Regions from separate parts of the Sus scrofa genome. Here all the other regions are linked to region 4. The links are chromatin contacts, called in public HiChIP or PLAC-seq maps. All regions are on one chromosome and are shown on one strand. The core of a region is the stretch at or near the end of the contact, and the rest is flanking DNA. Distances in the headings are between cores, read along the strand shown.

Evidence for each region. HiChIP or PLAC-seq counts read pairs in DNA pulled down with a chosen protein or histone mark.
Region 1: an H3K27ac HiChIP or PLAC-seq map of alveolar macrophages shows a contact between it and region 4. The contact joins the promoter of LOC100518738 here to the promoter of RPS5 in region 4. A contact is called at or near these places in 1 of 5 promoter capture datasets (liver), 3 of 47 Hi-C or Micro-C datasets (blood, epiblast stem cells and heart right ventricle) and 2 of 2 datasets of contacts at active chromatin or transcription factors (alveolar macrophages and skeletal muscle).
Region 2: a contact with region 4 is called in an H3K27ac HiChIP or PLAC-seq map of alveolar macrophages. The contact joins the promoter of LOC110261339 here to the promoter of RPS5 in region 4. A contact is called at or near these places in 1 of 5 promoter capture datasets (liver), 2 of 47 Hi-C or Micro-C datasets (liver and skeletal muscle) and 2 of 2 datasets of contacts at active chromatin or transcription factors (alveolar macrophages and skeletal muscle).
Region 3: an H3K27ac HiChIP or PLAC-seq map of alveolar macrophages shows a contact between it and region 4. The contact joins the promoter of LOC102158443 here to the promoter of RPS5 in region 4. A contact is called at or near these places in 2 of 2 datasets of contacts at active chromatin or transcription factors (alveolar macrophages and skeletal muscle).

The regions. Positions count from the first base shown.
Region 1 is chr6:62,829,300-62,835,672 of Sscrofa11.1, forward strand. It overlaps LOC100518738 (neurotrophin receptor-interacting factor homolog), which reads left to right and starts at 3,977. Exons shown (of 11, transcript XM_013998887.2): 1 at 3,977-4,563; 2 at 4,766-4,841; 3 at 5,717-5,843. The coding sequence starts at 4,520.
Region 2 is chr6:63,130,529-63,136,843 of Sscrofa11.1, forward strand. LOC110261339 (zinc finger protein 444-like) reads left to right here and starts at 4,140. Exons shown (of 3, transcript XM_021097421.1): 1 at 4,140-5,348; 2 at 5,433-6,315. The coding sequence starts at 4,949. The coding sequence ends at 5,443. The region is part of intron 1 of LOC110261337 (tigger transposable element-derived protein 1-like); the gene reads left to right.
Region 3 is chr6:62,737,885-62,744,322 of Sscrofa11.1, forward strand. It overlaps LOC102158443 (zinc finger protein 606), which reads right to left and starts at 1,853. Exons shown (of 8, transcript XM_013998898.2): 1 at 700-1,853.
Region 4 is chr6:62,964,289-62,971,095 of Sscrofa11.1, forward strand. RPS5 (40S ribosomal protein S5) reads left to right here and starts at 3,667. Exons shown (of 6, transcript XM_003128133.4): 1 at 3,667-4,348; 2 at 5,062-5,170. The coding sequence starts at 5,063.

The DNA.
Region 1 (6,373 bases), core at 2,727-5,226, 130 kb before region 4:
TATTTGTCTGGTTTATTGCAATCTTACTGATTTATTTATTTTTATTATTTTTTTTACTGATTTTTTAAAAATTCCAATCAGATTTTTTTTTTTTTTTTTTGTCTTTTTGCTATTTCTTTGGGCCGCTCCTGCGGCATATGGAGGTTCCCAGGCTAGGGGTCGAATCGGAGCTGTAGCTGCCAGCCTACGCTGGAGCCACAGCAACGCGGGATCCGAGCCGCGTCTGCAACCTACACCACAGCTCACGGCAACGCCGGATCGTTAACCCACTGAGCAAGGGCAGGGATCAAACCCGCAACCTCATGGTTCCTAGTCGGATTCGTTAACCACTGCGCCACGACGGGAACTCCAACTGGGTCACTTTGCTTTACAGTAGATTCTTTTTCTTCTTTTTAAAATGACTTTAAACTTGTGTTCCCCTTCACATGGAACACTTTGAGATGCGCTGTGTGATGAGCTAAGAGAACAACGGTGAGTGGAAATCAAGCCACAGGTCTACAATTCAGGTGACTGCCATCAGCTGCCACAGTGATTTGGTCAATATGTAGTTTTATATCTCTTATTTTCAGTCATACATTGTTTAAATTAAACCAAAAGGAGTTCCCATCATGGCACAGTGTGTTGAGAATACATCCACAGTGGTCTGGGTTGTTGCAGAGGCACAGGTTCAATCTCCAGTCCAGTTCAGTGGGTTAAAGGATTTGGCATTGCAGCACCTGCAGCATAGCTCACAGCTGTGGCTCCTGGTCTGGGAACTTCCATATGCCACAAGTGCAGCCATAAAATTTAACACAAAAACAAAAAAACAAATAGTAGACTACTGCTTTTAAAAAGCATATGAATAAATGTTAATATATTTTGGAACTCCCAGGTGGCACAGCATATGAAGGAGCGGACACTGTTTCCGCCATGACTTGGGTTGCTGCTGTGTCTCAGGTTCTACTCCTGGCCTTGGAACTTTTGCATGCCACGGACATGATCAAACATCTTAAAAAAGAAGGTGAATATATTTCAACTATTTAGTATCTCAATAAAGAGGTTTGTCAGACTATATACAGAGTATATTAGGAGAAGAAAAATGCAAATTAAACTCTGCAATTGAATGAAACAATTAGTACTGCTAATCCAGCCTTTTTTTCTTTTTCGGGCCCCTCGGGGCAGCATATGGAGAGTCCCAGGCTAGGGGTGGAATCAGAGCTGCAGCTGCCATAGCAATGCAGGATCCAAGCCAAGTCTTCGACCTACACCACAGCTCATGGCAACACCAGATGCTTAACCCACTGAAAGAGGCCAGGGATTAAACCCAAGTCCTCATGGATACTAGTCGGGTTCGCTACTGCTGAGTCATGACAGGAACCTCCAATGCATAATATTTTTGGTATTTTACATGCAATTAATATTTAACATTTGTTCAGAATTTAAAAAAAAAAATTTTAGGGCTACATCCATGGCATATGGAAGTTCCTGGGCTAGGGGTTGAATTGGAGCTGTAGCTGCCAACCTACACCACAGCCACAGCAACCCCAGATTTGAGTCACATCTGCGAGGAAATGCTAGATCCTTAACCCACTGAGTGAGGCCAGGGATCAAACCCATATCCTCGTGGATATTACTGGGTTTGTTACCACTCAGCCACAACAGGCTGAATGAAATGTTTGTAATATAATCAAATAGCACGCTTTATTCGCTAAGTGAGAAAAATAACAGGCAATTCATTATTAAAGGTTGTATTAAAGTGGCATTCATGAGTCAGTCCTAAATAACATACTTATTTAAAGTTGCCTTTTAACCTCAAATCTTGTTTTAATCCTATATGCAGAAAGAATTGAAAAAACTTCCACGGGGGCTTGCTTCCTTAATATGTCAAGGCCCCACTTAACGGTGAACCACCAGAGGCATCCCCAGTCACATTCAAAACGATACAATAATTTGGCCACCTAATTGCCATTACACTGCCTGGGGCTACACAACATGAAAAACTGAATGTCAAAATACAGAAAAGAGGGAGTTCCCGTCGTGGCGCAGTGGTTAACGAATCCGACTAGGAACCATGAGGTTGCGGGTTCGATCCCTGCCCTTGTTCAGTGGGTTAAGGATCCGGCGTTGCCGTGAGCTGTGGTGTAGGTTGCAGATGCGGCTCGGATCCCGTGTTGCTGTGGCTCTGGTGTAGGCCGGTGGCTACAGCTCCGATTCAACCCCTAGCCTGGGAACCTCCATATGCCGCAGGAGCGGCCCAAAGAAATAGCAGAAAGACAAAAAAACAAACAAACAAACAAACAAAAAACAGAAAAGAGGCCTAAATTATTAAATGAATAGGGGTGTTTTATCTACAATAGCTAAAAAAAATCCTAGGAAATGCTGTTAGAATAAGGAACACCTGTATGGTCTCTGGCTAAGTACGAACACGAAAAAGTCAACAGACTTAAGGTCTTAATAGCAGCAAATACGATGAACAATGTGATGTGCAGCCTGCACATGGATGTGTCCCACAGTGACCACAGAACTTAACAACTCCTGGAACAAATTTAGTATGCGGTGGACAGAATGACCCAAATAGAGCACAGGGCTGCTGGAACCTGCTAGGAAATCCCAAGGAAGTGAGGAGACTACACTGGGCCGGCGCTGAGAAGGAGAGGAGAGCCCCAAGCAGCAACGGGAGAACATCAGAGCTTAGACCCTGGAACCTGAGACACCAGACACTGGACTCTGAGGAAGACATGAAAATATTTTGTCCCAGATGCTTCAATATGATGAGAGGGGGAATGCATCCAAGGAAAAAGAGCAAACACCACGTCTGAGGCAGCCAAAGACTTCTTTCACTTCCTAAACATGGACATCTAGCTCGCAAGTGAGGACACTGGGCAGAGCATCTTGTCCAGCGTCCTCCAACTGCCTGACAAAGATCCTTTGCTGAACCTTTTCCCCAGGAAGGCCCATGCGTGTACTTCCTCGTACACACATTTCCTCCACTTTAGCAAGAATCCTAAGTCAGTTTATCAAGAATTCCTTACTTCTCACATCTGATCAAAATCATCGTCCCCAGTATCTCTCCCAGGTGATATTCCATCACCCCAGCCTGCCTTCAGTAAAAAAACCTATCAGCTTGTTTCAAAATACCCCTAGACTTGATGTCTCTTCCTAATTTTCTACCCACCAACTACCCCCCACCTCCACCCCCCTCCCCAATCCTTGACTATAAAGCAGAATTCAGCTCAGTTCTACAATGAAGTCACCCAACCCCTGTTAAAACAGTTTATTGAGTAAAATCTATTTCCACCGCTTTAACTACCGTCCTGCTCTGGTTTATCGTTGACAACCCCCACGCCCCATGCCTTGAGTCCACGTGACAATGCCCTACTCCCCACAACTTGGGTGGACAGTTAGTCCTGGCCCCTCCGCACTGTCCATGGGCCCGACCCCGCTCCCCTCCCTGGGCCTGGCGGACGTTCAGCTTCGTCCTCTGCACACTTCCGGGCAGGCCCGTCTCCCCTTCCCTCCTCAGGTATATACATATATGTGAACATATATATATATACTTGTGTGTCTTTTTTTTCAGGTCTGCACACTGCAACATATGGACGTTCCCAGGATACAGGTGGAATGGGAGCTACAGCGGCCGGCCTACAGCACACCCACAGATAGGCCAGATTCAAGCGGTTTCTGCAACCTACACCAACGTTGGATCCTTACTCCACTAAGCGAGGCCAGGGATCAAACCTGCGTCCTCAGGGATACTAATTAGGTTCGTTACCCCTGAGCCAGGACGGAAACTCCCCTTCTCTGGCATATTGCCCGCTCCCCTCCAGAACACCTCCCACCATTCCAAACCGCCCCTTCTTCCTCTCCGTTAGGCGTGGATGCCCTCCAAGCCCCGCCCCCTTCTCGGAACTTGAAGGACGTCTAGCCCTGCCCCCAAGCACTTCCGGCCCGCCCCTCCTCCCTCCGTTTTGGGTGTGAGCTGCAGCCCGCCCCACCCCTCTGCATTTCCGCCTCAGCCCCGCCCACGCTCCCTTTCTCCACTTCCGGCCCTCCCCACGCGTGGTCGCCCATATGTCAGGGCACGGCTCCTTCCTGGCCTGCGTTGCCGTCCTCGCCGGTGCTGCAGCCCAGTCGCTTGACGGGTCCAGCCCGAGGCCTTCTCTAGCCCAGCGGGACTACTAGGGCGCCCTTCCGTCGCCCGGGCTTCGCGTGCCACCCAGAGTTGGCCCGCCAAGATGGCCGTCGCCTGCAAGGTGGGGGCGCGCCCCGCCGCGGGGGTGTCTGGGAGTTGTAGTCCGGACCGGCGCGCTGACGCACTTCGCCACGGACCGACGGGCGCCATAGTGCGCCGCGCGCGGGGTGAGTGCGGCGCCAAAACCGCGCCCGTCGGGGACTCTGTTCCAGGCCGGCTCTGCAGGGCAAGCCCAGCCGCAGCCCCCATTTCGCCAAACACAAGAGGAGCTCAGAACCACCTCGCCTGCCGTCCTTCCGCCGCGGGGCCTGAAGGGGCAGTGGGGGTCGGGGACTTGGGGCCCAAAAGATGCGGGGACCGGGCGGGCCGTCCCCCCTCAGGGCTCGTGAAGGGTGAGGAAACGGACCGATTCCTTCTGGGTGTGGAGGATGGGGAACCGGCCCTCTGGGTGTTCGAGAGCTGCTGGAGACAGCCCTTCAGGGCGTCTTCCGAAGTGGGGGATGGAGCTGTCATTTCCGGTTGTTTGGGCTGAGGGGGGCGGGGGCCGTGACTCAACCCTCGCGCCCCTCCCACCTCCAAATTTGACTTTCTCAGGACTCTGCCCACTCCCCCGAGACACCTCCAGGAAGAGGAAGGCATGGCTTCCGGGCTTCCGACGGCCTGGTTCCCTGTGAGTAGAGGGTTCTTTATGAGTTTTAGAGTCCATCCCTGAAATGCCCCGGGCCGCGCAACATCTCGGGGTTGGGCGAGGAACTGGCTGGGAAGGAGAGACCTTAGTGGACAGAGGAATAACAAGTATTTTAGCTTTCCAAGGATAAAGGTCAAATTATGGGGGATTCTCATTTATCCATTAAACTAGGAGAGTGGGAGCTGGGGAGGGAGACGTTGACAGGTCTAAGCAGGAATCAGGCTTCTATTTAGATTTCAACAGCTACTTTAGCATTAAAGCTTAGTTATTGGGGGCTAAGGATCCGGCATTTGCCGTGAGCTGTGGTGTAGATCGCAGATGTGGCTCGGATCCCACAGTTGCTGTGGCTGTGGTGTAGACCAGTGGCTACAGCTCCGATTGGACCCCTAGCCTGGGAACTTCCATATGCAGCAGGTGCGGTCCTAAAAAGCAAAAAAAAGAAAAAACTTAGTCACTGGGAGAGAAGAGAGATGAAGATGGATCCTTGAAGGGTGGAGGAAATATAAATAGTATGGGCAGTGGGTGGGAGCTGAAGGCTGGAGTGTGTGATGATTCAGCTCATTGCGGAATCCCGTAGCAGGAGGTATACCCAGGAATCCCCAGGTTAATAAAAAATGGAGAGGTTTTCAGAGAATGAAGAATCTCCTTCGGCCTTACTGGGTAGTCCTCCATGCTGTGACCAGAATAGGGTCAGCCTTGGGTTTGCTGTTTCAGACAAAAGCAAGAACTCATGATGAGATACCTGCATGCTTTCAGGTCACCTTGTTGACTGTGCCTGCATGTTCTCAGTCAGCCTCTCCCTCCTGTCAGTGTGGGTGACGACAGGCCCTGACTGAACAGGCACCTGTGGGTTTTAGGAACCAGTGACTTTTGAAGATGTGACGCTGGGTTTTACCCCAGAAGAGTGGGGAATGCTGGACCTTGAACAGAAGTCCCTGTACAGGGAGGTGTTGCTGGAGAACTACAGGAACCTGGTCTCAGTGGGTAAGGATGGCCTGTGTGTCAATAAAGATTTGCGCTTTGCAGCATAAATGTGGTGCCTTTGCAGTGTGTGTCAGCTTGGGCTCATCCTGCAAGTTCAAACGTCAAGGTCTTTGGAGCCTGAGGGAGAGGACTTGACTTTGTACACACAGGACAAAGATAACCTCACAGATAACTTCTGAAGCATTACCTGGTCCACCCCTGAGGCACTGAATGCTGGGGAGGTGGGTCAAACAGAGGTTTTCAGCTAGCAGAGGCAGAGCTGAAACGAATTCCAAAGGACATGGCGTCAGGTCTGACCGCTCAAGAGTATCATGAAAGACCCAGCTCGTTCCATCGCTCCCTGGTTAGTGTGAAGTTTTCCATTCTTAGGTTAGTAGATGCCGGACTGTGACATCAAGTATCACGTTCATGTTCAAGGCAGAAAGAAAGGGAGGCGGCAGCCCTGGCCAGTTCTCTTTTTACAGACTGACAGGGAAGAAGAACAATGCCTGGGGGCCCTAGCTGGCAAACTTCCCTTTGTGCCTTGCTGG
Region 2 (6,315 bases), core at 2,890-5,389, 170 kb after region 4:
TTCGCCTGGGTAACCTATAGCTCTGATTCTGATGGACTGACCTGGACCGTCTTAGCATCTTCCCTCGTTCCAGCTTGTTCTGTTTCCCAGACTGTAGCAAGCACCCTGAGGTGTGTGCTGGAGTCTGCAGACACACCGTATGGGCCACCAAACCACAGGGAGTCAGCAAGGGAAGGTGGTGGTGGTGGTTTTTTTGGCTGCATCAGTGGCAAGCAAAAGTTCTTGGTCCAGGGACTGAACCAGGGAACTCCTAGGATGTTCCTGTGTCCCATCTAGACCCCCCTTCTGCCTGGTATGCCAGGAATAAAGTTGGGAGGAAGGATTTCTGCCATCTGTCCCACCTAACACTTGTAGTGATGTGCCTGCTGTCAACACATAATGGGTTGGAGGCTGGGGAGGGGCCGGAGGGTCCAGCCTTACAGGGAGACAGGTCAGATGACGCCCCTTGCTAGCTTTCCTGGTAAGACTGGCATAGGGGATGGCAAGGGGAAGGGAAGGAGCTTTTCTTAGGAGCCTGGTGACTGAATGGATTAATAAATTGCACAAATTATGAGAACTTGTAATGTGCTAGGTGTTGGGAGACCATGGTGGGAGAGACTGCCTTCTAGAATTGCCAGTCCAGGGAGTTCCCAGTGTGGTGCAGCAGAAACGAAATCTGAATAGGAACCATGAGGTTGCAGGTTCTATCTGTGGCCTTGCTCAGTGAGTTAAGGATCTGGTGTTGCCATGAGCTGTGGTAGAGGTCGCAGACTCGGCTCGGATCTGGCGTTGCTGTAGCTCTGGCATAGGGGCAGCAGCTGTAGCTCCGATTGGACCCCTAGCCTGGGAACCTCCATATGCCGCGGGTGTGGCCCTTAAAAAAAAAAAAAAAAAAAAAAGAATACCAGTTCAGGAGTTCCCGTTATGGCCCAGCGGTTAAGGAACCCGACTAACATCCATGAGGACGCAGGTTAGATCCCTGGCCTTGCTCAGTGGGTTAAAGGATCTGGTCTTGCGGTGGACTCTGGTGAAGGTCGCAGACTTGGCTGGGATCCAGCGTTGCTGTGGCTCTGGCATAGGCTGGTGGTTACAGCTCTGATTGGACCCCTAGCCTGGGAACCAACATGTGCTGCGGGTGCGGTCCTAAAAAGACAAAAAAACAAAAAACAAAAAACAAAAAAAAACCAGGAGTTCCCGTCGTGGCGCAGTGGTTAACGAATCCGACTAGGAACCATGAGGTTGCGGGTTCGGTCCCTGCCCTTGCTCAGTGGGTTAACGATCTGGCGTTGCAGTGAGCTGTGGTGTAGGTTGCAGACGCGGCTCGGATCCTGCGTTGCTGTGGCTCTGGCGTAGGCCGGTTGCTACAGCTCCAATTAGACCCCTAGCCTGGGAACCTCCATATGCCGCGGAAGCGGCCCAAAGAAATAGCAAAAAGACAAAAAAAAAAAAAAAAAGAATTGCCAGTCCAGAAGTTGTTACATTCTTTGTGACAATGGCTATATTGACGACTTCTGAGGGACCCAAACCTAGTGGGGGGGCGGGGTGTGTGTGTGTGTGTGTTGAGGGGGTGAGGATATGGAGGGCTTTCTGGGGAGGTGATGCCCTGGCTTTGGGGGACGTTGCCAACAAAAAAAGAAGCTGGCCATGCGGCCCAGCATGCTGTATTTAGTGAAGGCCTGAGGAGGGAAAGGCAGGAACAGTCCCGTTGGAGGCCAAGTGCGGTGCAGCAGCTCAAGAAGGCAGGTAACCAGGTGGGAGGAGTAGCGGCGGCTGAAAGGCAACTTGGCACAGTACAGCACGGGAAAGCCACAGGTCTGCGGTCTCGCGGCGCGCGCGGGCTCGTCTGGCTCCAGGGCTCGTTTCCTTGAAATCGGGGACACCGCTAACACCCCCTCACAGGCCCCTGAAAAACTCCATTTCCCGGCAGCTCCGCGCGCTGGTGCCCGCCGCCTCCTGGGAAAGGCACTGTCCACAGCTCGACGGTCTGGCCTCACAGTCCAGGGACTACATTTCCCAGAGAGCCTTGCGGACAGAGCCGGTCTTGCGCACTTTTCACTTCCGGACGCGGAAGGTTGTCGTGGAAACGCAGACGCTGCCGCGACCTCTTTCTTACCTTCTTGCGCGTGAGCATGCACTATGGTAAGGAGGGGGGGTGGGGGTGGCGACAAGGAACGGGAAGTAATCCTTGGGCAACCGGAGGCTCCCGGGTCAGGGTCCCAGGGGTAGTTGCTTTTGGTTCCTGCGTGGCGTTGTTCCGCGCTGGCCCGCGTGGCTCCCGGAGGCGGTGAGTCCGGGCGCAACGCGGCAGAGGCGTCGGAAATGCCGGGGGTAGGGTGTGCTGCTGGCCAGAGGACGGCAGGAGAGGTGGGGCGGAGCAGCAGCGCCTCTTTCGGCCGAGCCCGGACGAATTCGCGGGGAACGTGGCGCGGGTGCTGCTGGGCCTTGGAGTCCGCGGGACTCTGGCCATGCCTCCGGGGGTGTGGCCACGGACCCGCACTGGTCCCTTCCGCGGTGGGGTTTCTGCGCCTGTCTCTGGCGGTTCCCAGTTCTGTGCGGACTCGCCGTCTTTTCCACCCAGCTCCCCTAAACCATTCTCACTTGCCCTGGGAAGTCTTTGAGGATTTCCGCAGCTGAGGCCTCCTCTTTGCCCGCTCTGTACCTTCGCTCTCCTCTCCCGAAAGTGAGAGTATGGACGCACCCGGGGATAAAATCAGATCCTTAACCCTTCCAAAGGCTCTGCAAGATCGCCCTGGCCACACAGCCTTCGCATTTGCCGATTCCGCTGCCTAGACTGCCCTCCCCTCTAAGTATCATCTCAGAGCACCTGGGGGTGAGAAGCCCAGCGGTGGGGGCTGTTCGATGGGGCAACCTGGTTCTGGAGAGCCCTGACCAACCCTTTGAAGACATGCTTTGGCGTTGAAAACGCAATGATAGCAAATGAAAACGCCATTGGAGGAAAAAAATTCAGCAGTATGCAGACCTTACAAAAGAAAAAGGAGACGTCCTCCACCTCCAGTTCTTTTCCCCAGAATTGCCAGCCTAGGGGTTGGTGGTTTTCAAGATCCTCTTCTGAACATTTGTAGCAGTGGCCCTTTTTTGTCGTTTAAGTTTTTTTTTATTTTAGTATTTTTTTATTACTCAAATGAATTTATCACATCTGTAGTTGTATAATGATCATAACAATCCAGTTTCACAGGATTTCCATCCCACAGCCCAAGCACATCCCCCCACCCCCAAACTGTCTCCTCCAGAGACCATAAGTTTTTCAATGTCTGTGAGTCAGCAGCTGTTCTGCAAAGAAGTTCCGTCTGTCCTTTTTTCAGATTCCACATGTCAGTGAAAGCATTTGATGTTGGTGTCTCATTGTATGGCTGGCTTCGCTTAGCATAATTTCTAGGTCCATCCATGTTGCTAAAAATGCTGGTATTTCATTCCTTTTAATGGCGGAGTAATATTCCATTGTGTCTGTGTACCACATCTTCTTGATCCACTCCTCTGTCGATGGACATTTAGGTTGCTTCCATGTCTTGGCTATTGAAAATAGTGCTGCAGTGAACATCGGAGTACATGTGTCTTTGTGAGTTGTGGTTTTCTCTGGATAGATGCCCAGGAGTGGGATTGCTGGATCAATTGGTCGTTCTATGTTTAGCTTTCTGAGGACTCTCCATCCTGTTTTCCACAGTGGTTGCACCAATTTACAATCCCACCAACAGTGTACTAGGGTTCCTTTTTCTCCACACCCTCTCCAGCACTTATTGTTTGTAGACTTTTGGATGATGGCCATTCTGGCTGATGTAAGGTGGTACCTCATCGTGGTTTTGATTTGCATCTCTCTAATAATGAGTGATGTTGAACATCTTGTCATGTGTTTCTTGGCCATCTGTATGTCTTCTTTGGAGAACTGTCTGTTTAGATCTTCTGCCCATTTTTTGATGGGGTTGTTTCATTTAAAATTTTTTTTTTTTTTTTTTTTTTTTGCTATTTCTTGGGCCGCTCCAGCGGCATATGGAGGTTCCCAGGCTAGGGGTCAAATTGGAGCTGTAGCCACCGGCCTACGCCAGAGCCACAGCAGCTCAGGATCCGAGCCGCGTCTGCAACCTACACCACAGCTCACGGCAATGCCCGATCGTTAACCCACTGAGCAAGGGCAGGGACCGAACCCGCAACCTCATGGTTCCTAGTCAGATTCGTTAACCACTGCGCCACGACGGGAACTCCTCATTTAAAATTTTAATGTTAGTGGGATCATGTTTGGTGAGGTGGGCCACAGCTTACCTTCTTGTTTAGCGCTGTAGAGTGGCCGTTTCCCTCTGTCCGTGGTTGACCTTGACTAGCTGAGGGGAGCTGGGTGTCTCAGGCTCCACAGGAATCTTCCATGAGGGAAGACAGGCCTTGCATTGTTGGAGCAGTTCTTGCGATCCCCAAGCAGCTGCATTGCAGCTGTCCCCAGCTTCCATCTTGGCTTCCAGTCTGTCCCCCACGTCCCTCTTGCTAGGCCCCACGTACTGCATCCTTCATGTGCTCAGAGCCTCCCTGGACACCCACCTTCTGCTAGTTCCTGCCAGCACCTCTGCTTGGCTGCTGGTGAGGTCCTCTTGGTCACCGAGACCCTGGATGTGCCCATGCCCTGTCCCCAGGAGCAGTCCTCCTGCCTTGGCCGAGTCGACCTGAGTTCCTGAAAGCTTCCCTGCAGGAAGCTCTCCATCACTGTTCCCCTAACCAGATTCCCAGTGTGAGGCATCCTCATGAGGGCACAGGTGAGGAGGGTGTGGCTGGAGGTGTCCCCAGCCAGGTCGCCACCTGGCCAGGTTTGTGGACAGTTTCTCCCATGGCGAGTGGTCTTGCATGGCGTGAGTGGGTGGAGGGGTGTGGGTGGCCCATGGCCCTGATCGAGTTTGTATGTGTCTCAGGAAGAGGGTGCATGTGGCCCCAGTGAGGGCAGGGGAGGCCAGCTTCCCTAGGTCTTGCCATGGCAGCGGGCCCAGCACCCATTGACCAGGAGAAGCTCGTGATCACCAAGATGGGGGAGGATGAGGCCGCCTGCTGTGACCCCAAACCGTTCTCCAATCCTCGGCCCCGAACCCTGTCGCCTGGGCTTGGTAGGGACCCCTGGCAACGCCTCTGCAGCTTCCGCTTTGAGGAGGCAGTGGGTCCTAGGGAGGCCCTGAGCCGGCTTCGGGAGCTGTGCCGCCCGTGGCTGAGGCCCAAAGTGCACTCCAAGGAGCAGATGCCGGAGCTGCTGGTGCTGGAGCACTTCCTGGGCGTGCTGCCGCCTGACATCCGGGTCTGGGTGGCATCCCAGGGCCCTGCAAGTGGCAAGGAGGCTGTGGCGCTGTTGGAAGACCTGGCTGAGATGTCGCAGGAGGCTGGTGAGCCAAGGGAGCCAGGGCAGGACCGTGCAGGGGTCCAACCTGTGACCCGGGGTCCTGAGTGCCTGCCCCCACCGCCCCCAGTGTCCTCATAGCTGGGAGGAGGCCTCGGAAGCCGTGACGTGACTGGAGACTTTTCTGGCCTCTGAGGCTCCCAGAGGCGTGAGCCTGAGGTTGGTGTGGCTTTTCCCCTCAGGGTGCACCGGACCGTGTTTCCCTTCCTCCTTCGTCTCAGGTTCGCTGAGCCCGTGCGTGTGCTGGGCCCTGGCGGGAGGGCAAGGGGAGAGGCAAGTCCTCGGCCTCTTGGAGTCCGGTCTGGTTGGAGAGTTGAGCAGAGAGACGGCCGCTCACACGAAGGGGGCCCCCCTTGCTCTGGAGCAGGTGGAGGCAGGAGGAGGGGGCACAGGTCAGCCTGGCCGGGGTGGCTTTGTGGTTCCTGCTGTGTGACATTTTCACCCTGGGCTTCGAGGGGCAGGAGGGACGGTGGTTCCAGCCATCTGTTCACGTGGGCGTGTGTTTACGCCTTTCCTCACACACGGGTTTATGCCGTTCTTTCTGCCTGCTTGGCTGTTTGTATCAAGACAGAAACCTTAGCACTTAAACAAAAGATGGCTTTATCAAGCTATAACCTACATATCAAGACATTGTCAATTGGTGGCTTTTAGTCCATCTGCAAAGTTGTACAGCCGTCACGCGTGTCTAAGACGGTCCTGTGCCCGATAAGCCCCGTGCTCGTTAGCAGTCACTCCCCGTTCTTCCCTCCCCAGTCCCTTGGCAGCGCAGCCACTGATCCCACATTCTCATTCTGAGCATTTGATTACACGGAGTCATACGTATGTGGCTTCTTACACCCGGCTTCCTTCGCTGAGTGTGACGTCTTCAGCGGCCATCCGCGCTGTACGACGTCGGGATCTCACTCGTTTTGATGGTTAAATACTAATCCGTCCCGTGGGTCCCCCAACTTTCT
Region 3 (6,438 bases), core at 603-3,102, 230 kb before region 4:
TAAAATCAGACCTTAGTAATCCATGACCCAGAAATTTCACCCCTAATTTTGCAAGAGCAATAAAAACACAGGTCCACTCAAAGCTCTGTATAAGAATGTTCACAGCAGCATCAGTCACAACAGCCCCAAACTAGAGCAAAGCTCAACGTTCATCAACAGAACAGATAAACTGCTGCTCATTCAAAAACTGAAATACTACTCAACAGGGTAATTCCAAAATGAAGATTAAATAAGAGCAGTATCAGGCAAACACAAAGTGGGGGAATTCTGTCACTGCGAAATAAATGACAAAGCGAGCTCTTTAGGCAAGAGGAAAATAAGCCTGGGAAGAATTATGCAAGTGAAGAGGAGTGAAGAGCAGGACAAAGGGTAGATATGAAGGAAATTATAAACAGGCTATAAAGATCCTGTCCCCATCCAACCCGGGCAGCATCTTGGGAGAGGCCTCTGTCCATCACCCATGGCTCTACCGCGGGTTCTAGCTGGGCACCGAGAGCTGGCTTGGGGATCCAGGGCCCTGTCCAAGGGAGCGATCAGGCTGTGAGGCTCCGGTTCACTGATCCCGCGCGCCCGGCCAGGTCACACCCGCTCTGCTGAGACCCCAAGCAGAAGTCGACGCAAGGCACAGCCCCGCCGCGTGACGAGATGCCCAAAGGTCTCCAGCACACGTCTCAGTGCAGCCATGTCCTCGAAGGTTACCTGCCCCCGAGATGTCACCCCTGTGTGCGCGCAAACAAGACCCTTTTCTTTGCAAAGCTCCCAGAAGGTCAGGGAAGGGCCACATGAGGACGCGAGGAAGGACTCTGGTGGACAGAGATGTCCTGAGCGCTCTGGCTTCCGAGAGGTACCTGTGGCTTTCCGGGGGTGCTGCGGGTGTGCCGCAACCATTTGGAGGGGTGCCTCCGTACTACCGAAACCTTTACCCCCTAAGAATCTCATTCACTTCTCGGGAAACGAGGGATCCTCCCCAAGTTCCGAAGGTACAGTCCGCCTTTGGGATTCCTCTTCCTCTTGGTGCCACCAGGTATAAAACGCCGACCACGTTACGAACGGTTGATGACGTTAACATCCGCCAGGGGTTCTCTGGGCTTGGGCGCAATACCGAGTCTCAGACAGAAACACCCGTAAACCTCGAAAGAGCCTAAGAGAGCAGCTGCTACTTCCTGCGGTGCTTTTAGTCTTTCCACGAGAGCCGGGGCTCAGAAAGCGCTCAGGTTTTGGAACACAGGTTACCTGCTTCAACAGAACCGAGGAGACATGAGTCCTCTTTGGGCAAATCTTTCCAGGCGATGAGAAGACCGGAACCGCGCGTCGCTTGAATGGGTGGACGCTCCACGCGGGTCACGCGTTTTCGCGCTGATACCTTCATGCGGCGGACACACTCGCGGACTGCAGACCAGGCGGCGTCCTCTACGTCCCTTCAGCCCTCCTCGGCCACGACGACAGGCGGAGGGTCCCCGGTTGGGGGAGACACGCCCTCCGGCCCTGGGTTCAGACCCCGTGGGTCAGGAGGGAGGGCGCGGCCACGCACCGGGAGCCGGGCTGCCAGGAGCCCCGCGGCCGAGGTCGCGACCAAGTCAGGGCAAGAAGCGAGGGGGCAGCGTCGAGGGCGGCCAGGCGCTCTCACGGGGGAGGAGCCGGGGCCGAGATGCCGGCCGGATCCGCGGCCCTCCGGAGGGGTACTCGGGACCCCAGGCCGCGGCGGCCTTCGGCGGGAACTACCACGGCCGGGAGGCCCCGCGGCGCCACCGCCGGACGTACGCGAGGGCGCCGCAGCCGCCCAGGAGAGGCCCGCGAGGGCGCCGGTGGACGGAGTCCACTTCCCAGTAGCCCCCGCGGCGGGGCGTCCCGGCCCACGCGAGCGCACGCGAGGGACGCCGGTGCGTGGGGTCGCCGCTGCGCTCACCTCCCAGGGGCTGTAGTGCTACGGCCGGACCGCCACCCGAGGGCGCCCGAGAGCCCGATGACATCTTCCAGACGGCACGGCGATAGGCGCGACCCCCAAAATGAGTGTGCGCGGCCGGACCTTGGCTGGAAATGGAGCTTTCCGGCATTCGGTCCAGGTTCCCGGGCCAGGGCTAGACCACACTTAGACCAGTTTCTCCTGCTGTAGGACACGGAAGCGACACTTGGGCGGGCGTCCACCACAGTCTGCGCGGCCCGAAGATGAGCGTTCTGGGTGTTCTAGGGACTCAAATTCACATTAGCCTTGTCCGCCAGGCGGCGTGCGTGAGTACTTAGAGCTTCTGACTACATCTCCCAGGGCGCTCCGCGATGCCAGTGGGTGGCTCCAGTCTGCGGCCCCTAGGCGCGAGGCATTTCGGGAATTGTAGTCCATTGTCTCCAGGCTTCGGGAGGCCGCTGACGACAGCCTGGTCTCCACACAAGCGGTGGACGATGGTGGAACCTCAGGAGAGTTCCCTTGTGGTGCATGAAGGGAGTCCGGTGCTTGGGTGGCCGCCGTGCTGGTTCTTCTGGCAATTATGACCCGGCTACGGGCGGAAGCAGGGGCGGGGGTCCAGAAACCTGACTACATTTCCCAGAAGGACGCGTGCGTGGCCTCCCCACCCACGTGAGTGCCCGCGGAAGCCCCCAGTGGGTCGGGTCACTGCTGTGCTTGGCCTCCTGGGAGCTGTAGTCCTCAATCCTGACCACAGACCTGGGGGTCCGCAGAGCCAGGCCACCTTTCCCCGAAGGACTGCCTATCGCGTAGTCCACACCTGAGAAATTCTTCCCTACCCCCACCCCCAAAAAGATGCTACCTTCAAAAATATACCTTAGTAGGGACAAAATAAATGTCACCTTGTTTGTTTTATAGGAGACATAGATTTACTTATCTGCCTTTTTTGGGCCACACCCGTGGCATATGGAGGTTCCCAGGCTAGGGGTTGAAGGGGAGCTCCAGCTGCCGGCCTACAGCACAGCCACAGCAATGAGGGATCCAAGCCGCATCTGCAACCTGCACCACAGCTCACAGCAACGTCAGATTGTTAATCCACTAAGTGACGCCAGGGATGGAACCTGTGTCCTCACGGATGCTAGTCAGATTCATTTCCGCTGATCCACGACAGGAACTCCTAGATGTGTTTATTCATTTTTTGGCTGGGCCTGAGGCATATGGAAGTTCCCAGGCCAGGGATCGAACCTGTGCAACAGCAGCTACCTGCACCATTGCAGTGACAATGCTGGATCCTTAACCACCAGGCCGCCAGGGAATTCCTGGGTTTTTTTTGTTTTGTTTTGTTTTTTTAATTTATTTATTATTTTTGCTTTTTAGGGCCGCACCTGTGGCATATGGAGGTTGTCAGGCTAGAGGTTAAATCAGAGCTACAGCTGCCGGCCTATGCTACAGCCACAGCAATTTAGGATCCAAGCCACCTCTGCGACCTACATCACAGCTCACGGTGATGCCAGATTTTTAACCCACTGAGTGAGGCCAGGGATCGAACGCACAACTTCATGATTCCTGAGGGCACAGCGATTCATTTCCACTGCATGAGGAGGGGAACTCCCCTGTTATTTTTTAATGGTTAAAATTTTTCCCAACTAGCAGCAGTGACTGTTATTAGCAATGATTGTGGGCTGAGTTAGATTCCCCTCAAAATTCACATGTTGAAGCCCAACCCCCAGTATCTTAGGAAGCATCTATATTTGAAGGTTAATAAATAGGAAATGAGTAATTAAGGTACAAAAATGTCAAAAGGGTGGGCCCTGATCCAATCTGACGGGTGTCCCTATAGGAAGAGATGAGTAGGACACACACACAGGACACAGCCTCGCGGGACTTGCCCAGAGGGATGACCACACGAGGACAGAGGGAGAGGGCAGCCACCTGCAAGCCAATGAGAGGCCTCAGAAGGAAGCAATGCTGTCAGTACCTTGCTCTTGAATGTCCAGCCTCCAAAACTGGGAGAAAAGTAGGGTCTGCTCTTTCAGGCATCTGTCTGGGAGTTGTGTTGCAGTGGCCCTGGCCACCTGAGATGACAGTCACCACCCTTTCTACCATCCCTGCCTTTGACGATTAAATTGCTGCTTTGAAACACAGTGGGCACCCCCCCCCAAATGGAAAGACCCAGGAACCCACGGTTGGTGAGGGTGCATTCAGTGCTCCCGCCCTAAGCCCGGCCCTTGTGGACACATTACCTCTCCTGGCAAGAGGGACTTTTCCGATGTGATTAAGGGAAGACTCTTGACGTGAGAAGCTGCTCCCGTATTAACCGGAAGGATTCAAAGCCATCAGGTGAGCCCACATAAGTGAGAAGGAAAAGAAGAGAAGGCTGAAATGCGGCGGCAAACGTGAAAAGACTTGGAGTGGGGGTGGGGGGAGGGCTGCCTTGGAAGATGGAAGGAGACCCTGGGGCAGGGGTGCAGCAGCTTCTAGAAGACTGGAGGGCCCCTGGCTGACAACCCGCAAGGAAACAGGGTCCTCGATCCTACCACTGCAAGGAGATGAATTCCGCTGACAACCTCCATGTCCTGCGGGACAACCTACAGGACTAGGTCCTTGCCCTGAACAATTAGCAAAGGATACAGCCCTCCCGACACACTGATTTTAGCCTCTTGAGACCCGAGATGGAGGCCTGGCTGAGACGTGCTATACACGGAACTTCAACCAACAGAAGCATTTGGAGATAATAAATGTGTGGGCTTTTTGTCTTTTGTGGGGTTTTCTTGGTGGTTTTTTTTTTGGTCTTTTTAGGACCACACCCACAGCACATGGAAGTTCCCAGGCTAGGGGTTGAGTCGGAGTTGTAGCTGCCGGCCTACACCATAGCCACAGCAACACAGGTTCTGAGCCACATCTGTGAGCTACACTGCAGCTCCCCTCAATGCTGGATCCTTAGCCCACTGATCAGGCCAGAGATCGAACCTACATCCTCATGAGGTTCTTAACCTGCTGAGCAACAGTGGGAACTCTTGCAATCAGATTCTTAATCTGCTTCATCCCAGTGGGAACTCCAGTCCATTTTATAAATAGCGAAAAGCAACCAAAATTTCGAGGGCCCACTAGGTACCAGCTGGCCCTGCCCTAAGAGAGTTACACAGACAGAGTCATTTTGTCCCCATGTCAAGTCCAGAAATGCACAGTGGCCCAACACCCATTTTATAGATGGGGAAACGGGGGCTCAGAGGGAGGAAGCCAGGCATGGATCAAATACTTCAGGTCTCCAGGAATCTCCAAACTTTATCATTCTCAGTCATTGCAGGGTATTATTTATTATTATTTGCTTCTTAGAGAAAGTTCCCGGGCTAGGGGTCGAACAGGAGCTATAGCTATCAGCCTACGCCACAGCCGAGTCTGCGACCTACACCACGGCTCACAGCAACGCAGGATCCTTAACCCACTGAGTGAGGCCAGGGATCAAACTCAAGTCCTCATGGATACCAGTCAGGCTCCTTACTGCTGAGCCGAAGTGGGAACTCCCCATCTGATTCTGATGCATCAATAAATCTCTCTGGTTGACTGACTTGGCCTCACGTGTTCCTCCTTCAGTGAACCTAACACTTTCCACAGACTTTCTAAAGCTACAAGGGCTGGTTCACACCATCCTTTGTGTTTTTGAACAAAACTACTCCCTTTGTCTTTGATAAATGAAACTCAGGGGAGTTCCCTTCATGGCTCAGTGGTTAATGTGCCATAGGTGCAGCGCTAAAAAGCAAAAAAGAAAAAAAAAGAAGAAAGAAACTGAGCCTGTCGGCTGACTGAGTCATTTGTGCATCATTCCCAGAATGGCCTTGACCACTAAACTTTTCACCTAAGTACCTCATTTCTCCTTCAAAGAAAACTCAGAGGAAAGCAGTTGCCAGCGCTCTGCCCTGTGCAAGCATTCTGCCGGGCGGAAAGCTGATGGCCACACACGGTGTTACCTCCTGAAGCCCAAGCATCCTGGTCACACCTCCCCAAAGTGTCAGAAACAAACGCATTCATTAACACGACTCATTTCCATGCCATCCTGAAATACACACACATAGGAAGTCAAGGTAGAAATGATAAATGTATTCTTTGAGACCAGCCTTTCAGGGGTTATAGCGTCCTTAGATATTATCCCAGGATCCAAAGACCATCAAATAATGACCTGAAATTGGGATGAATCCAATTTCTTAAAGTTAAGTTAGGTTCTTAGAAATTATCCTTCACTTGATAATCCATGGATCAGAATTACCACTGATATAAAAATGTATCAGAAAAAAAATACAGCGTTGCCATGAGCTGTGGTGTAGGTCGCAGACATGGTTCAGATCTGGCGTTGCTGTGGCTGTGGCGTAGGCTGGCAGCTACAGTTCTGATTAGACCCCTACCCTGGGAACCTCCGTATGCCATAAGCGCAGCCCTAAAAAGACAAAAGACAAAAAAGAAAAAAAAAAATCCCACGGAAAATAGCAAGTGTGGGTGAGGATATGGAGACACTGGAGCCCTGTGCACTGTTGGTGGGAACA
Region 4 (6,807 bases), core at 2,417-4,916:
CAAGGGGGAACTCCTCAGCAGCCTTTTCCTTAAAATGGGAGGAGCCTGGGAGTTGTCTTTCTGCACAATGGGTTGATGGCTTTGTCACTATAGTGGCTTGGGTTGCTGCTTTGGTGAAGGTTTGACCCCTGGCCCAGGAACTTCCACATGCTAGGGGCACATCCCCCCAAAAAAGCAGCTTAAGGGGCCGAGAGAGCCCCTCTCTGGATTATTCCAGATCCAGTGGTCCACGGGAAAGGCCTAGACTTGACTGAACTCATTTACTCATTGGGCAAATATGTACTAGGCCCTTTGCTGGGTTTGTCGTTTTGTTTTATTTTATTTTGTTTTTGTATTTTACAGCCACACCTGCAGCAAATGGAGGTTCCCAGGCTAGAGGTCAAATTGGAGCTGTAGCTGCTGGCCTGTGCCACAGCCACAGCCTTGCCAGATCTGAGCTGCGTCTGTGAACAGCTCACAGCAACACTGGATCTTTAAGCCACTGAGCAAGACCAGAGATCCAACCTGCATCCTCATGGATACTAGTCAGATTCATTTCCGCTGAGCCACGAAGGGAACTCCTTGTTTGTTCGTTTGTTTTTTAGGGCCACAGCTGGGGCATGTGGAAGTTCCCAGCCTAAGAGTCCAATCAGAACAGCAGCTGCTGGCCTACACCACAGCCACAGCAATGCCAGATTCAAGTTGCATCTGTAACCTACACGGCAGCTTGCGGCAATGCCAAAGCCTTAACCCACTGAGTGGGGCCAGGGATCAAACCCACAGCCTCATGGATACTAGTCAAGTTCATTTCGGCTGATCCACAATGGGAACTCCTTTTTTTTTTTTTCCCCTTTTGTCTTTTTAGGGCCCTACCCATGGCATATGGAGGTTCCCAGGCCAGGGGTCTCATCGGAGCTATAGCCGCCAGCCTATGCCAGAGCCACAGCAACGTGGGATCCGAGCCGCGTCTGCGACCTACACCACAACTCATTGCAACACCGGATCCCCAACCCACTGAGCGAGGCCAGGCATCAAACCTGCAACCTCATGTTTCCTAGTTGGATTCGTTTCCGCTGCGCCACAACGGGAACTCCTGTTGTTGTGGTTTTTTAATGGCCACACTGAAGCATATGGAAGTTCCTGGGGCAGTGATTGAACCTGAGCCACAGCTGCAGCATATTCCATAGCTGCAATAACACCGGATCTTTTAACACACTGTGTCAGGTCACGAATCAAACCCACACCTTCACAGCGACCTGAGTCACTGCAGTAGGATTCTTAACAATAGGAACTCTGCTTTCAGGCTCTTTGTATGTGCACGGATTCCTGGAACTGGGGCAGACAGGATGCACAGAGGGTAGGGAGGCCAGCTGAGGCAGAAGTCAGGCGCTGGGGCTAACCACCTTAGAATCCCAGCTCTGCCTGTTTTTGCTGTGTGACTGGACAAGATACTGCCTCTCTTGGTATCCGTGACTATCAAATCAAGTTGTTCTGAAGAGCAAGTGGTCTGATTCCTACACTCTTAAGGCCTACCTGGGGTTAGGAAGGGGCTTCCCCAGGCTGACCTGAATTAGGACACGACCAGGAAGAGGGGCAGACCCAGATAAGGAGGTCTTGTGAACAGGTGACAGCAGGATGCAGTGTCCTGGGGCTGGAATTGGTGGAGGAGGGCGTTCCAGCCACTCTGCCCGCCAAAAGCCTAGAGTGGGAGCAGCAAGTTTATGACAGACTTTGTTCACGTTACTCGTGAGCAGGAGCTCCCATCATGGCTCAGCAGTTAAGGAACCCCACTAGCATCCATGAGGACTTGGATTCGATCCCTGGCCTTGCTCAGTGGGTTAAAGATCTAGTGTTGCCATGAGCTGTGGTGTAGGTTGCAGACACCAACTCGGATGCCGCGTGGTTGTGGTGTGAGCCGGTGGCAACGGCTCAGATTGGACACCTAGCCTGAGAACCTCCATGTGCCATGGGAGAAGCCCTAAAAAGACAAAAAAAAAGTCATGAGCAGACATTGGATGACAGATTCAGTATTTCCAGTTGGGGACACAGCAAAGAACAAGCCAGAAAGCCTGCCCTCATGGAGCACCTGGAAAAGCAGTGCAGAGGAGATGGCCCGAGCTGGTCAGCACAGAGTGGACGTGTCCAGGAATAGAGGGTGGGCCTCTGCAGGGACTTCCTCCCTCCAGCCTGAAGAACACAGCACCAGCATCCCCAGATTCATGGGGTCAGAATCCAGATTTTGTTCCTGTGTCCTGGGGACCTGGGGAGGCTAGACTCTCCCAGACCTGGCACGTCGTGTGTGACTGCTAGCTGTGCAAGGGGACCCCCCACCATGGGGCTTTACTGTGGGACCTCCCTCCTGCCCTCCGTTGCACGGCGGGTCCCTCTCGCAAGGTCAATGAAGATAGCCATTTCAAGTGACCTCCGGTAGTCCAAGAACCACAGACAGCAAGCGGGCCTTATCTGACTTCATTCCCATTTCCACACTGATGGGAAGCTGAGGTTCAGACAGGTGGACCCCCTCAGCTTTTGAGGAGAAAGGGCCAGGGTTGGGGGACCCTTCTAGGCCCTCCTGTGAGGGTGTCTGGTGCCTATTCCCAGCCTCCCTGTTTTCCTCCAGCCAGCACCCCACCTGATGACTCCTCTAGGACCAGGGAGAGCCCCCAAGAATCAGAGAGTGACCTTCTAGGACCCGGAAGAGGCTGACTTAGACTCTCCCTGTCCCCACAGACCTAGTGAGAGCCCCAAGGCTGCTGCTCTGCACAGGCCATGGAGACCACAGGCCGCCGGGAATGGGGCCTTGGCTTCTCGGGGCTGAGGATCTAACCCCCTGCCCAGAACAGCTTCCTGCCCTGAGCAGTGGCATAAATGGTGACTGATGACAGTCCAAGAGGGCCCAGAGTTTCTGGTCTGAAACCTGGAATTGGGTTAGGGGTAGGGGCAGGCCTTAATATGCCGTGAGTACCTTTACAATCAGTCAACAAACCTGGAAGCATCTGAGCACCTGCAATTTGGCAAGCCCCGAGGGTGAGCATGTGGGGTTGCTGGGGACAAATGAAGGACCACCAGGCTCAGGTGGCTGGGGCTCTTCAGTCTGAGAGGAGAATCCCCCACCCTTGTAGGCTAAGGTGGGTACGGGAAGGTGAGGAGCCTCATGGAAACTGCTCTGCCAGATGCAGCTCCCTGCTATCAGCCCAGTAGTGGTGAGCAGCTACAATGGTGGCTGCCTCTGCCAGGCCAGCCAGGAAGGCACTCACATCCCAGCACAGCTTCACGTCTGGGCCTAACATATGCTCCATGCTGACCACTGTGGTCATGGGCTGCAGAGCAGGCAGTGTACCCACCACTGTGCTCAACCTGCACTATGCCAGTGACCTCACCAGCGCAGGCCCCAGCTGGATCAAAAAGGGCAGAGGAGAGTTCCCAGGTGGGCTGGTGGAAAGGACTCTGACTACTATCCATGAGGATGTGGGTTTGATCCCTGGCCTTGCTTGTTGGGTCGGGGATCCGGCGTTGCCTGGGAGCTGTGGTGCAGGTCGCAGATGCAGCTAAGATCCCCTGTTGCTGTGGCTGTGGTTCAGGCCAGCAGCTGTAGCTCGGATTAGACCCCTAGAGTGGGAACTTCCATATGCCTTGGGTGTGGCCCTAAAAAGAAAAAAAAAAAAAAAAAAAAAAAGGCAGAGGCTGTTCTCCAGTCTCCTCCTCCAGGGCTCCTCCCGGAGGCTCATCCGCGTGCAGTGACCGGGCGGGAGACAGGGAGAATGGTGGAGGACCCTGGCATGGGGTGAAGCAAGGGGTCCCCTCTTGGAAGCTCAGGCCCCAAGCCGACCGACCGCGCGAGTATAGCAGAGGAGAACCGTAAGTGATGCCTGCTCATCCGCCTCGGGTAGGGACTACAGCAGAGAGCTGTCTTAATGCCCTAACACCACTAAGCCGCCGGAGCCCACAACTTGTGGTGCTGGTATAGCGGCGAGCGCTGGCCAGACTTCTGCCCACATTAGACATGGCGGCGCTGACCTCATAGAGACCTCTGCGCCTGTGCAGCGTCCCCCTCCACCCTAGCCTCGCCGCGAACAGGCAAGAGCTGGAAGTCGGACATCCGCCAAGAGCACCTTTGGGCTCGCTTCTGCAAGTACGCATGCGCCGAGCGTTTACGTGTTCTGTCAGCCCCAAAGGGCGCCTTTGCATCCCTGCTCCGGATTGGTCTATGGATATGCCGTGTTGTTCTGCGCACGCGCTACTTTTGCTGACCCGGAAGTTATCGCCTCACTTAAAATCGTTGGACCGCTGCGCACGGCCTCTTCCTGTCTGTGCCAGGGCGGCGCGTGGTCCACGCCAAGCGGTAGAGACGCCTCAGCCGCGGTCTTAGGTAAGGGTCTCGGGGATTTGTGGGTCCGAGGACCAAACCAGAGTTTTCCGGAAGTCGTGTGTGAGCCCCGACCTCTTGAGCTTCCCCTGGAAGGACACAAATAGTGGCGCGGGGGAAGTTACTTTTGCCCCGTTGTTGGCTCCCGGTAGCCCCGCCGCCGCCGTAGCCTTGCCCCACGGCGGACCGGAGAATGTTGGCTTTGCCTCTACAATTGTACTACATGTAGGAAGTAGCTGTTGTTTTTAGGTGCAGTATGCAGGGTTTTTCCTAGATAGGAGCCTTTAGTCCCTATTTGGGGTCAGAAACCAACTTCAGCCCTTGCGTTGATAAAGCGCAGAATTACTACTATTGAATCTTTTCCGTGTTACTTTGTAAGCTGAGCCTAAAGCGGTTTATAGACTTTTCTAAGGTCCCAGAGCTCTTGAAGATGGTTGGGATTTTAACGCCAAGTCAGTGCATTTGGTCTCGTCTGCCCATTCTGGGCTTCACTGCAACTGTTGAAAGCGTGCCTGCCAACTCTTGGCCTCGGAATTCCTGGGTGAGAGACGGATGTTTCTTGCTGAGAAATGAGTGGTTTTTCTAAGGCTCAACAAAGTGGACCCAGATGTTTGCAGCTTTCCTTGGTTCTTGGTGACTTCTTATTTTTCAGGATGTGGGCTAGCTTCAGACTCAGTGGTGGGTATGCTTTGGGTTTTGACACTTTGTGTTCCTAGGATGACGGAGTGGGAGACAGCTGCACCCGCAGTGGCGGAGACCCCAGACATCAAGCTCTTTGGGAAGTGGAGCACCGACGATGTGCAGATTAATGACATATCCTTGCAGGTGAGGGGTTTTGCTGCGCCTCTAATGGTGGAATCACTTGAAAGTCATAGCTGTTCTCCAAGAGTCGAAGGTGGCTCAAGTAGAAGAGGAACACCGCACCCATCTTTGGTGTTTTTCCTTGTGTCCTGTTAGAAGTTGCCACATTGGTAGTCAGGAGATGGTTCCTTCCTGAGAGTGTCCCATCCCACAAGCTATTTGGTAGGAAGAGTCACCATTGTAATGTTTTAAAGTGTAAGGGCCTGATGGTATTGTTTTGTTTGGGGAAATCTAATTGTCTCAAAATTCTGGTTCTTATTTTTGTCCTGTAGAATTTAATGCATCTTTTTAACAAATTTAGGTCATGAAATGTAATTTAAATCTCTGTTATATCTTACATATACATATTCTAATGCCAGTATCTCTCAGTTGCATGGCCTTGGTACACTTTTTGGAAATTTTTGTTGAGCAAAAACATAAAAGTTTATTTCTGAACTCAGTTTCGTTGGTCTTTGTGTCTATGCTTCTGCCAATACCCCAGGCCTTTTTAAAATTTTATTTATTTATTTATTTATTGTCTTTTTAGGGCCGCATCTGCAGCATATGGAGGATCCCAGTCTAGGGGTCGAATTGAAGCTGTAGCTGCCGTTCTGTGCCAGAGCCACAGCAATGCTGAATTCTTTTTTAATTTTCCGTTATAGCTGGTTACAGTGTTCTGTCAATTTTCTACTACACAGCAAGGTGACCCAGTCCCACAAACTTAAATACATTCTTTTTCCCACATTATCATGCTCCAACATAAGTGACTAGCTATAGCTCCTAGTGCCGTACAGCGGGAATGTATTGCTTATCCATTCCAAGAGCAATAGTTTGCATTTATTAACCCCAAATTCCCAGTCCATCCCTCTCCGTCCCCCTCCCCCTTGGCAACCACAAGTCTGTTCTCCAAGTCCATGATTTTCTTTTCTGTGGAAAGGTTCGTTTGTGCCATGTATTAGATTCTAGATATAAGTGATATTATGTGATACTTGTTTTTCTCTTTCTGACTGACTTCACTGAGTATGAGAGTCTCTAGTTTGGTCTGTGTTGCTGCAAATGGCATTATTTTGGTTTTTTTTTTTTTTGTCTTTTTGCCATTTCTTGGGCCGCTCCTGCGGCATATGGAGGTTCCCAGGATAGGGGTCGAATCGGAGCTGTAGCCACCGGCCTACACCAGAGCCACAGCAACGCGGGATCCGAGCCGCGTCTGCAACCTACACCACAGCTCACGGCAACGCTGGATCGTTAACCCACTGAGCAAGGGCAGGGACCGAACCCTCAACCTCATGGTTCCTAGTCGGATTCGTTAACCACTGCACCATGACGGGAACTCCGGTTTTTTTGTTTTTTGTTTTTTGTCTTTTCTAGGGCTTTACCCGTGGCATATGGAGGTTCCCAGGCTAGAGGTCTAATTGGAGCTATAGCCGCTGGCCTAGGCCACAGACACAGCAACGCGGGACCTGAGGCATGTCTGCAACCTACACCACAGCTCACGGCAACGCCAGATCCTTAACCCATTGAGCAAGGCCAGGGATCTAACCCGAAACCTCATGGTTCCTAGTTGGATTCATTAACCACTGAGCCACGACAGGAACTCCTATTTTGTTCTTTTCTTTATGGCT